2 separate regions of the Mus musculus genome follow, and region 2 is linked to region 1. Evidence: chromatin contacts called from public HiChIP or PLAC-seq data. All regions are on one chromosome and are shown on one strand. The core of a region is the stretch at or near the end of the contact, and the rest is flanking DNA. Distances in the headings are between cores, read along the strand shown.

What was found. HiChIP or PLAC-seq counts read pairs in DNA pulled down with a chosen protein or histone mark.
Region 2: an H3K27ac HiChIP or PLAC-seq map of large pre-B cells shows a contact between it and region 1, with 2.4 times the contacts expected there. The contact joins the promoter of Kiz here to the enhancer-like site in region 1. A contact is called at or near these places in 3 of 39 promoter capture datasets (embryonic stem cells, maxillary cranial neural crest and neural stem cells), 2 of 484 Hi-C or Micro-C datasets (the G1E-ER4 cell line and embryonic stem cells), 4 of 115 datasets of contacts at active chromatin or transcription factors (embryonic hindbrain, embryonic midbrain, large pre-B cells and 1 more) and 1 of 9 other capture datasets (pancreatic islet).

The regions. Positions count from the first base shown.
Region 1 is chr2:146,649,245-146,656,101 of GRCm38.p6, forward strand. No RefSeq gene overlaps it. Among named protein-coding and RNA genes, the nearest start is that of Gm34689, 57 kb to the right of the region's middle. Within about 2 kb of position 3,282, at least 3 of the 459 cell types and tissues checked have an H3K27ac peak or open chromatin away from gene starts, as enhancers often do.
Region 2 is chr2:146,853,296-146,859,651 of GRCm38.p6, forward strand. Kiz (kizuna centrosomal protein) reads left to right here and starts at 2,585. Exons shown (of 14, transcript NM_001033298.4): 1 at 2,585-2,748. The coding sequence starts at 2,627.

The DNA of each region.
Region 1 (6,857 bases), core at 2,032-4,531:
TGAGGGGGACAATCAGGTGTGCCACTGAAGTTCTTCCTACTCTCTAACAGGTAACATTGCTGTGTTCCCAAGTTCATTGTGTGGTATAGACTCTGTTTTGAAGGTTAAGTTTGGTTTTTTTTTTTTTTTTTTTTTTTAGGAAAGATGAAATGACAGCTGAGGCACAACTATGAATTCTTACTCTCTTATGTGACCTCAAACAAATTGTTTCTCATTCTGAGCTTTAGGATTTTTAAAGTGGAAAAAAATAACCCAGATAATATCTACACTGCAATTTATTTTTTAAAATGAGGCAATGTATGCTGAAGCTAGTGCCTGGTATGCAGTAAGCACTCGGGAAATCATTGTTATCACCATGGTTGTCTTTTATGGGACGTTAAATATTGCCTTTTGCTGTAAGCATACCAATTCCTTTTTAATACAAGTCATTGTGGAGACTCACCCCAAGCTTACCCCAAGCTTTCTCTTCTTTTTTAGGTATAGCTTGGCACAGTGAGGCTACATTTCCCAGCATCCCTTATAAGTTATGAATCCTCACGTGACTGCTTTGACAATGGGATACGAGTGGAAGCTTCTCACCATTTCCTCTTTTTGTTGACTCTGTGCAGACAATCTTATTATTTTTAGTGATATGCTTGCCTATGTATGGCATGTTCCTGTGAGTGTTCAAAGTGACCAGAGGCTGGAGTTATAGGTGCTTGTGAACTGCCTGATGTGGGTGCTGGAAGCCAAACCAAGGTCCTCTGGCAAAGCAGTAGACACTTTTATTTAAATGGGGCTGGAGAGATGGCTCAGAGGTTAACAGCACTGTCTGCTTTTCCGGAGAGCTCAGAGGCAAGAGCAGATGCAGCGGTCAATGGAGGAGTACTGCTCATTGGTTTGTGCCTCATGGCCTTTTCAGTCTGGCTTCTTATAGAACCCAAACCATCAGTTCATCGCTATCCACAAGGGGCTGGGCCCTCCCTTATCAATCACTAGATACAATATAGCCTATAGGTGCTTGTCTGTAGCCCAATCTTATGGAGGCATTTTCTCAATTGGAGTTTCCTCATTTCAGATGACTCTAGATTGTGTCAAGTTACCGTAAAACTAGCCAGCACAGGAGCTAAAATGGCCATGTCTTATTCAAGCTACTGTACCTTACATTGGCATTTCTAGATCTTTTCAACATGGTAGCAATGCTCTGAAATAAAATAACTCAGATTCTGTCATAGTCGCTGTTTCCAATGAGACTCAGTAATTACCATTGGTAACAGCATTGAGGGCCACAATATGGATATTTAGCAAAGACCTCAGCAGAACACAGACAGATGAAATGGATGACTTAAGTACTCCATGGGAGTTTTAGATGAGATAGAGAACCAGCCTAGCCAACCAAGAATGCCCATAAGACAGTATAAGTGGAAGGTATGTTCCGGAGTACCAAGCCCAACAAGGCACGGCATTGGCAAGAGAGACTTTGAAGGCTTTTGGAACCAGAGAGTAAGATGATTAGATTTACACAACAGAGCCAAGAATAAAAGAAGCAAATAGGGAAGGTGTCCTCCAAAGAGGACGGTTGAGGAGTGACCTTGACAGCCTAGAACCAACTTTGATCTGTTGATTCAAGAAAGTCACTGTGGAATCTCAGAGACTGCAGGAGAATTGACACATCTAAGGCTTTCAAGGCATGGGAAGCCAGCTGTCTTTGAGCAGGTAGGGGAGGGCACCTTGGATCATTCTGGCTTCTAGCTTTAATAGCTACCTGCTTCATAGTCATCACTGACATAGAGGCCCATTCCATCTGCCCATGCCTTGACTAGTAAAGGCAAAACTTAAGCCTTTCATCCATTCCAGTTCTGTTCAAACCTGGTCGATTGGTTCCTCATTGAGCCTTGTTTGGGTCCCATATTCTTTTAGAATAAAAGAAGTTTCTTCCCTGCAAGGGAAACAGTTACTTAGACTAAATTGCAGGCCAGTTGTATTTATGTCGTGTGTGTGTGTGTGTGTGTGTGTGTGTGTGTGTGTGTGTGTGTGTGTGTGTGTATTCCTAGCAGGCTTAATTGCAATAACATTTATATCACATAATATAGTGCACTGAGGTTGTAATTTTCCTATCATCTAAATTGCAGGCTGAAAATTGTGTTAAGGAAGGACTGTAGAGAGTGAATTACTGCTTTCAAAATGACTACTTTTAAATGACAATGTGACTGGCAAATGAATGCTAGAGACAGGAGGACATTTTGTATTTAACAGTAGTCAGCTGTTCTCTGGGACTTTATAAGTGTAGGCAGCTCATACTGTCTGCATTTGAAATCCATAAACAACACCCATTCTACCTACAAAATTGTTTTCTTCTTTAATATTGCATTGCCTTTGAAAAGCTCATAGCAGTTATTGATGAAGATATGATCTAGACTGCTCAATCAGTCTATTTCTTTTAGACTATCCTGTTGGGTATGTCTGAGATGAGTTGTAGTGTCCCAGAACTGTGGAGCAAATCAGCAGAGACCCCTCTGGTTTTTTTGTTTGTTTGTTTGTTTTGTTTTGTTTTGTTTTGTTTTGTTTTTTGCAAGTCATGAAATAAGCAAATGAAGGCTGGGCAGTGGTGGTACACACCTTTAATCCCAGCACTTGGGAGGCAGAGGCAGATGGATTTCTGAGTTCAAGGTCAGCCTGGTCTACAGAGTGAGTTCCAGGACAACCAGGGCTACACAGAGAAACCCTGTCTCGAAAAATCAAGGAAAAAAAGAGAAAGAAAGAAAGAAAGAAAGAAAGAAAGAAAGAAAGAAAGAAAGAAAGAAAGAAAGAAAGAAAGAAAGAAAGAAAGGAAGAAAAGCAAATGAAAACTGAACATCATAAGCTCAAATCTTCTTGCTCATCAAACCGTGATAAATAAGAACTTGTCTTGCTGGTGAGCAGGCACGATAATAGTGAAGGTGAGTGCTGGGTACAAACAATGCCCTGACAACAACTCCAGCATCTGCTGCAGAGCTTTTCCGTGTATCAGCCTGTTTGAGTTTCAGCTTCTGCCTCTGCAAAATGGATATCATTCTGAGTCAAAAAACAAACAAACAAAACCAAAAACCCCCACATCTGGTGATATCCCCAGGCACACAAGGACACAAGGTTCTATTATCATTGTTATTTTTCTGGATGAATTTAGAAGAGATCTTGAAGGAAGATTCTGACCTATGGAAGAGACTCAGGTAGGAGAAAAAGCCCAAATCACCACCTCTTCGAAAGCTGCCATCTGTCAGTTCTTTCAGAGATGCCTTTACTGAAGTGGATCATCAAGAGACTCAGATGCTGTCCCAGGAAGTGCAGATATGCCCACATCCTGAACAAACAAAGGCCTGATGCTACTGCAGATCTCTTCAGCTGGAACCAGTCATTGTCACGACAGAACATCTGTCTGTATGTCCTTCCAGGCCAATGCTTCAGGCCCATGATAGTTTCTCTCTAGTTTCATTTGCAGTGTGGGAATTAAACCAAGGGTCTTAAACATGCTAGGCAGATGATCTCCACGGAATTACATCCATAGTCTTTCATTTTTGCATTGCTCAAGCTTGTTTTAAACATATTATATAGACCAGGCTAGCCTCAGACTCATGATTCAGTCTTGGCTATCCTCCATCAGCTGGGTTATAACCCACCTTATCTGGAAAGTCCAGGCCACCAAGACCTTCATGGAGCAAAGCATTCTCTTCGTCTGTCTGTGCTCTGCTGAGATTCCTCTTAAACGTGATTACTGTGGCAGTTAACAGTGTTACTAATGGTCTTGGATGGTTTACATTGGGAGTGGGAGGGAGCTTCACAGTAACAGAACCGAGGGAGACTCCTGCCACAGCAAGGTGGAGGGAGGAAGCTGATCTTCATTTGCACATTATGAGATGAGTGTCTCCCCAACCACACACAAAAACACATTGAATGAAAAATACTGAAAAATAGGAATTATAATTAATAAACTGAGACAACCATAATTTTGGAAAATACATTTGAAAAAAACAATAAAATTAGAGACATCATTGTAGAGGTTTGAATAAGAATGGGCCCCATAGGCTGAATGTTTGAATGTTTGGTTCACAGTTAGTGGAACTGTTTGGGAAGGATTAGGAGTTGTGCCCTTGTTGGAGTAGGTGTGGCCTTATTTGGAGAAGGTTCGTAACTGAGGGGTGGAAATTGAGGTTTCAAAAGCCCAAGGCCCAGTCTCCTGCTCTCTTTTGCCTGTACCTTGTTGATCAGATGTGAGTTCTCAGCTATTGTCCAACCATGCCTACTTGCCTGCCTTTAAGCTCTCTGCCATGACGACTATGGACTCACCCTCTGAAACTATAAACAAGGCCCCAATGAAATGATTTATTTTATAACTTCCCTTGGTCATGGCATCTCCTCACAGCACTAGAATAGTAACTACGTAATCATACACAAGAAAACTTAAAGTAAAACAATGAAAACATATTCTCAGCACTTGTGAAGCCGAGGCAGAAGGAGCAAAGTTTGAGTTCTTCCTGGGCGGTACACAGAGGTTCAGGCTAACCTGGGTTACATAGCAAGACACACAAACGTGTATAGAAAGCATACCAAATATCTTACAACTCAGTGTCAAGGAGAGGAATTCTAAATGTGCCACAAAATCCGGAAGCAACAAAGGAAAGATTGACAAATATAAATAGAATAAAAAAATATTCACACATTTGTCTTATGTAATACAAATACTTCAACATATATCACAAGATCATTATTTCCCCAAAGAGAGATTTCTTTTTTTTGTTTGTTTACTTGAGATTTTTTGTTTGTTTTGTTGTTTTTTTTAAATTTATTTTTTTAATTAGGTATTTTCTTCATTTACGTTTCAAATGCTATCCCAAAAGTCCCCCCCCATCCCCCCACACTCCCCTACCCACCTACTCCCGTTTCTTGGCCCTGGCGTTCCCCCTTACTGAGGCATATAAAGTTTGCAAGACTAAGGGGCCTCTCTTCCCAATGATGGCCGACTAGGCCATCTTCTGATACATATGCAGCTAGAGACACAAGCTTCGGGGGGTACTGGTTAGTTCATATTGTTGTTCCACCTATAGGGTTGCAGACCCCTTTAGCTCCTTGGGTACTTTCTCTAGCTCCTTCATTGGGGGCCCTGTGTTCCATTCAATAGCTGACTGTGAGCATCCACTTCTGTGTTTGCCAGTCCCCGGCATAGCCTCACAAGAGACAGCTATAATAACTGAACAGAAAAAAGCAGCATTGTCTAGAACAAAGAAAGAGACAAGAACAGACAGTTCTCAACAAGAGGCTCTTGAGTATTTTGAATCCTGCTCAATTTCTTCCTTACTGAGACACCTGCTAATGCAAAGCAGAGATACCTCTTGTCTATGTGGTTAGGAACCATTGTGAGACTGTGGTATGGACACTTCCTTATGCACTGATGAAAATTCAGTTGCTTAGGACTCTTGGAATGAGGGAGCTTGGCAGTAGTCAGTGAGACTGCACGTACAAATGTTCCCTAGCCAAGGAATACCAAATTTAGGAAGTGACTCTGAACTATCTCTTTCATGGTGTGAAAATGAACACACAGGCATAAGGCAGTTCATTATAGCATTGTTTATAATTTAAAAATATTTAATAGAAATCTAAAGGAGAGCATTTCTTTTTCCCTTAATGTAGACTTTAAAAATTAAAGTGTAATCACATCATTTTCCCATTTTGAATTCATTGCTTCTTTTTCTTTCTTACTGATGTGTGTGTATTTATAATGCATTTATGCATAATATTGCGTATATGTGCATAAATATATAAATACTGCTGAACCACTTAGTATTACTTGTATGCATATGATCTCAGGGCTGGCCACTTACTATTGGAAAAACCAATGAGGGGGCTCACCCCTGAGGAACTGTATTTCCTGCTTTCAACATTTCTCAATTGCCTGTAGTTTTTTGTGTGGGGCACCATAAGATTTTCCCCTTCCATGCTAGCATGCCTTTTAGTGTACTTCTTTAAGTCTTGATTAAGAAGCCATGTTGTTGAGGTGCCATGGGTATAGCTAGGAGGCCCAATCTCCCAACAGACTTTCTGGTTCTCTGGTTCTTAAAACCTCATCACCTCTCTGTTCTGTGTGGTCTCATGACTCTCAAGGTTCTGGAGTTGTGTTGTAGATGTATCAACTGTGGCCAGGCACTCTATGATCAGTTGTTCTCTGCATGTTGACTGGTTGTGGTTTTCTGTAGTAGTCTCTATGGCAAAGAGAAGTTGCTCTGATGAGTGAGAGCTACACTTCTCTGTGGATATAAGAACAAATGTTTAGAATGCAGTTAGTGGTAGGAGTCGATTCTCCTCTAAGATCCATGACCTCCCTGGTTCCAGGGAGTTGGCTAGGTTTCCAGTACCAGGCATGGTTTCTTTCCTGCTAATCAGGTCTTGCATCCAATTAGAGACCTATTGGTTACTGCCAAGATATAAGTGCCACTATTGCACTCAGGATTAGCCTACAATGCTGATTGTTGTGGTATAAGCATCACAGCTGGGTAGGGCTATTCGTTGCTTCCCTCCCTTGGAGGCTTGCGTAGAACCTTTCAGTACTATATAGAGGAAGATGTTTCAACAAACCTTGGTATAGCCATAAATAGGAGTGCTAGGCAGCTGTGAAAATACTAAGGTAGATGACATGTGAACTGAGATGGAGTGTGTTTTTGCACTTCAGTGAAAAATAAAATTTAAAAAGGGTATTTTTAGAATGTCTCCTCTATGTACTAAAGAGTAGAAAAGGCATGTTTCTTTATAAAATTTTATGTAGCAGGAGAGTAAGTGAGAACCCAGTAAGACTGACTCTTGGAACATTGTGGAACAGGATGGACGAGGTGATAGGCTATGAATGGGCG
Region 2 (6,356 bases), core at 1,335-3,834, 200 kb after region 1:
GTTCACTATAGCAAACGTGTGTAGCTGAAACTCCTCACATCTGGGTAGACACAGGAAACAAGGAACAGGGAATTCTGACGCTCTCTTGTTGACTCGGTCTCTATTCCACCTGGACCTTACAGCCCCTGGGATGCTGCAGGCTACATTCAGGATGGATCTTTGTCTTCCTTTAAATCTCTCTGGAAATACCCTCAACCAAGGCATGAGTCTCCTAGGTGATTCCAAATCCAATGAAGCAGATGATGATTAGGCATCACACTACAGGCTGTAAATTAACCTCAGTACACTAGCACTACATCAGTGTGATAGAATGAGTTGACAGAGTAACTAAAAGCCATATCAGTGCTAACCTTACAACTGGGCAAGAGGGTCCTGCACTAGATCTGCATATTACAGGCCTGCTCTTGTCCCTTCCTGACCACTTAATGTGAGGTCGAGTGGATGCCCATGGCAGTTCACACACAACTCCTAGAACACAGTCCCAGGTACCCAGAATCCAGGCATTTCCAACTCAGAGGGTCCCAGACTGCTCTCCAGAGTCTTCAAAGATCTCTTTCCTGGGCCGTTCTTATAAGGAACCATCACTAGTATTTAGCTTTAGGCCAAAAGGAGGCTGAGACAAACATATGGATACAGATGGGATTGGTCGAATGGGGAGAAGGCCGGGCACATGGATCCCTACTGTGAGTGAGGTGTGTCTCATCATGCAACCCTGAAATTAGGGAATTATTAATTTAATTAGGGTGGAAAATTAGGGGGTGGATTAGGAAAGAATCAGAGAACTAAATTCCACATATTTAGGAACATGGACTGTATTTCCATGTTCTTAAAAAGGTATATTGGTCAAGGCAGGAGCAGAGACCCTATTTTGCTTATAGCCCATTATGCTGATTTATGACATTTTAATTCAATGAAGCGCACACGTGTGCATGTTTGTGTGTGTGTGTGTGTGTGTATGCATGTGTGTTAGAGTGTACAAGTAGAGGTTAGAGAACAACTCTTGGGAATCAAATCAAACTCAGATTGCCATACCTGCAAAGAAAGCATGTTTCATTTGCTGGGCCATCGTCTGGTCCACATGTTTTTGTTTTTAAGCCAAGGTCGGTCAGGCCCGCCTGGAATTAGAGATCCTCCTGCCTGTCCCCTTGAGTCCTGAGATTACATGGATATATTCTACCTTTCAGCATTTAGGCAGACAGTATGAGGAAGGAAGGATAGGCAAAATCATAATTTAGGGTTGCTGACTTGACCATTTCGTTGCTTCCCCTAATGCCAGTATGGTACTATAAGTCAGAGCGCAATGGACATGTGCAGTGTATAGTGAGCATGTTATAGTGGGACAAGACACGGACACATGCCGTCAGAAGCAGCTTAGATTTATTATGCCTTGATTTTTCAATTGAGTTTTGGTCATTACACATTCAGGAACGGTTTACTGTTGCTGAACTTTTTGACACACAGCTCCCTATCCCTAACCCATTCAGATATGGTGCAATCCCCATGGAGTCCTGACACACTATTAAAGAAATGTTGGTGTCAGGGATGCTTTGCATGAAAATAAAACTACCGACTTGAGAAAAGAGACATAAAATTAAAAGTCTAGGATAAGGAACCACATTGACTACAAGTACGTGTGTACATTTTTTTTTTTTTAATTTCCTATTCCAAGTGGGTTTTAGAATCCAGTTGTCTTTCTTCAGGAAGCCTTTTGCCATGTTGATGGAGGCAAGAATAAAGACTGATTCTGTTCTGGGCCTTTATAACCAGTAGTTCCTCTGAACTGATCTAAGGTTAAGTTAGTCTTGCTGTAATAGTCTGCCCAATTCACTCTGGGGCACCTAGGCTTTTTGTATGGTCACAGCTGAGTTGTGGGACATAGGGTTTATGCCAATGTAGTCTGGCTGGGGGCCTTGTTGGAGAATTGACTGCAGAAGTAAACGGTTTGATTCACAAGGACCTAGTTAGAAACCAAATCTTTCTCCCCTGAAAGGGCTGATGGCAACCTGAGCATTGAAAAACATTCCAGCGTGGGATGGCATATTTGGTTTCTTTGTTTGTTTGTTTTATTTTGTTTGGGGGTGGGGTTTGGTGTTTTGAGACTAGGTTTCTCTGTGTTGTCTTTGTTGTCCTGGAACTCACTCTGTAAATTAGACTGGCCTCGAACTCAGAATTCCTACTGCCTCTGCCCGTAGTGCTGAGATCAAGGGCATATTTGCGGTTCTTAAATTTTGTTTTCTTCTAGCTTTTTGTTTTGCTTTCTAAGTGCTGGTATCAAAACAATCTTGTCACAGGGTCTCTCACTGCAAATTCTAGGAAGGTAAATAAGAAACTGCATCTGATAAAATGAATGCGTGTAGGACGGATTCTGTAGGGGAAGAGAAACACAGCGGTAGCAGAGAGAACGTGACACAGCTCCCTTGTCTTCTCCCTGTACCACCAGGGCTGCTCCACCCTTGCCAGTCTCTCTGTCTTCGCCCCTCCCGGACCCACACCGCGGCTAACCCCGCCTCCTCGGCGCCCCGCCCTTCGCCCCGCCCTCTTCAGGCCGCTAGGCGCCTTGTTTACCCGCGGTGCATGTTGGGGCGGTCTCCTTGGGCAACGCTGGCCCGCCAGCTGCCCTGTGGCAATGCCGCGAGGGCGCGGTGGCGGTGGTGGTGGCCTGCGCCAGGCCTCCGCCACCTCTGCGCCCTTGGCGAGCCCCAGCTACTACGAAAGGGTGGGCCAGCTCCAGCAGGCTCTGCGGGACAGGTACGGCCGCGGGACGGGGCAGGGAGTCAGCGGCGCCACTGAGAGCATCGGGGTACGGTGTCCGGCCCACTTCCCGCCAGTGGTTCACTAGTGTTGGAACTCGCCTGCGACCCCCAACTAGCCCCAGAAGGGGTTAGGAGCACAACTTTACCACGGATGCCCCTTGTTTGAAAGCGCAGAGAGACTGTAATCTCTCATGACAACCAAAGCCAGGTCCCTCAGCCTGCGGATGCGGCCGGAAGTGAGAGTGGGAGTTTTTTTGCCTGCCAGTCTTGATCAAACCTTGTGAATTTCTTTAGTCCTCTCTAGTCCTACATGCCCCCTCCTCACTCTCTCTTCAAGTTGTCATCCTACTTTGACAGCCGCACTGCATCAAAGATGACAGGTCCAGGAACGCAGGCTGGAATGGTGTGTGTGTGTGTGTGTGTGTGTGTGTGTGTGTGTGTGTGTGTGTGTGTGTGTGTGTGTTTGCGCGCGCGCTGTAGTCTTTTAGAAGTGTCTGGGGCTGACTAAATTTCTAGTAAAAGGATGAAATTTTCAACGGGTTCAGCTTCGAGGGTTGGGATTGCCTTTGATTAAGACATGAAAGATGAGAACCATTGGAAAAAGCTAGATCTAAGAATGCATAAATAGAAAAAAGTACAAAGCAATTGACTATAAATAACCACATGGAAAGATAAGTTGTTGGAACACTTATTTAGCTGCCAAATTAATTGGACTTAGAAATCTCATTAGTTGACAAGAAAGGAAATAGATTTTTGGATCTTTTGATAAACAAAACATTTAGTGGGTGTTAAAGTTACAGAATCATTCAGAAGGAACAGGAGGGCTGTAACAATTCTAAGATCATAACAGTAATTGCAGGTGAGGTAAAGTAAGTGATTTTTCAAAGGAATTGCATCTTACACTAGACTTAATTTTTGCCAATTACTTGTTAAGTAACTCCCACGGGCCCTAACTCTTCTTTCCGTGTTTTATCTTCTTTCTACATCCGTTTTTTTTTTTTTTTTTTCCTTCTGACACAGTCCTGCTCACCTACTCTAGGGATCTCTTAATCTCCCACTTAAGAAAAAAAAAATTAACCATTTAGGCGTATGTTGGTGGTGGTCTATGCTGAAGAGACAGAAATAGGAGGACCACAGGTTCAAGGCCAGCCTGGGATACAAGCCAGCCAGGGCAGCATAGTGAGAACCTATCTCCAACACACACACACACACACACACACACACACACACACACACACACACCTTTATTTTTCCTACAGAGCTTTTCTTTTCTCAATACTTTCTAATGTTTGCACCTTCAGTGTGCTTAGTGAGATCTCAGAGAGAATACAATAGAGAGAGAGAGAATGTGTGTGTGTGCATGCACAAGCACGTGTGCACATGCGAGCTCAAGTGTGCCTACATTGAGAATTTTAGGTGAGAAGCAACACCTTTTGCTCACTGTGTAGTACAATGGTGGAGGAGGTGTTTTTGTAAAATGTTTGAATTTATGGGTTAAATCCAAAAGTCAATTAGCCAGCGTCTAGGTGTTACAAATGCCTTATGTGGAATGCCATCACCTCATTGTCACTGAATAATGATCTTTTTTCCAGTTACCCAAGGTGGTGGTATTAGATCTCTGCATATATATATGTGTACACATATATATATGCATCAGCTAATTTAAAAGCAAGAACTTTAGTTTTAGTGCCTTTATCTCATTGTCTGTTGTAGTTCAAGAGTGGTATAGTTACCTTTGGCCTTTACTTATTTGTGTTTTGTAGGCAAAGATCTGCTCTTAAAATGTGACTGATTTAAATGACATTCTTTTTGAACTAGGTTAGTGGTAAGTTATTTTTGCCTCCTATGCTGGAAGCACCTGGTTCTTTATGGTCCTTATGGCACAATAACTGTAATGATTATCCACTTTATGTTTAGCACTTTTTGCTTTAATTAGGAAGCAAGGTAAGGTTGTTGAAGTTACATAAGAAACTGGAGTCAGATTTTATGGCCTGTTCATGGTCCTGCATTTGAAGATTTGTTTTATTTTTAAGTCAGTGTAAATCTATTGCTCTGTGTGATCATTTTTCATTTTAAGAATCTGTAAGTGACTCTAATTAATGCATGCTACACACAAGATAGAAGCAAATAACTCTAGAGAGGGAGCTATAGTAAATGAGTAGGAACATGAGTTCTGCCCATGACAAGTCATGAGACTTCACCAAGGGTCACACACACACACACACACACACACACACACACACACACACTAAATGTAATAACATTTTAAAAATTAAAGCCAGTCTCATCATAGGGACCACTATTTCCTGAAAGTCCATGTTCATCTTCAATATTGTGAATTTCACAGCAGTTGGAAATGCTTTTATCACTTTGGAAACTTTGGGGAATCAGGAGATTAACAGCAACAACAAGTACAGTTCAGCCTTCTTGGCCCTTTTAGAGGCAGTCATTGAAATGTTAGCTGATCTGATAACTGAGCTTGTTCATCGAAACTGTTGTATTTTAAACTCCAGTCATTTTCCTGTGTATTCCCACATAGGTGTAATTTTATAGCTTGAATGTTTTTCTATGTGTGTGTAGTGCTTTCTCTCCATTGTTGTGAAAGTCCGTAATTGAATCTGAAAGAGTCTAATGGAGTGACATGTTGCAGTGTGTATAGTGCCCACAAGTGTGGTAGAAACATATAAGTGCAGCTGATACTTAACAACTACTGTATATAAAAACATCCTTTGAAAGGTCCATTAACCAGCCCCAGTTATTTTCAATGGTGATACCGATTCAGGGCAACATATCATAATGGTTCAGAATTGACGCTGAGATATTAGCTGAGTACAGTTGAGGGTGATGGAAAACCGTGGTATTGAGACACAAATTGACTAAGTTCCTTAAAATGTAGAAAATTCAGCTTTGTAAGAACAGGCCAGCTGTGAAAACCCAGATGAGGGTACAAGTGACTGAAACAAAGACTCTGTAAGTATCTCAGGTTTGGGCATTTCAGAGATTCTGAAATAGAGATTTGATATGTAGGCATTATTTGATATGTAAGGATTATTATGGTGGTCCCACCAATAAGCCTTCCCTCTGACTTTTTACTGAGGTAAATATCCAGTGTTTAGACCTTATGTTAAAACTCATATGAAGGATTACCATTTGGAGATGCAGCAGCATGGAGGAGGGAGTTAGATGAGGAGTTGACAAAATCAGCACCATTTTTTCGTGGAATAGAGAGCCACAATGTGTCTGTGGTTGCTAAGATATGAAGTGTTCAGAGAGAGACCAGCAGTGTGACCAGCAGGTATCTGCATCCACAAGAGAAGGAACTGAGAACAGAGATCTTTCCAACATTATTAAAAAGAATTTGCAGTTTCGGAGGTGATGGAATTTAAAAACAAAACAAAACAAAAAACAAACAAACAAAACCCAACATGGCCCTTTTTCCCTAGATTGCAGAATCATTTAAAAAATATTTTAAAATAGACTCAAATTTATTGAAAAGTTGCAAACATGGGACAAAGACCCAGCATTTCCCTCATCAAGATTCTCCTGAAGTCCCAACAATATTATATTTTTATTTTCTTTTCCCATACACTTACCTAAAATCAG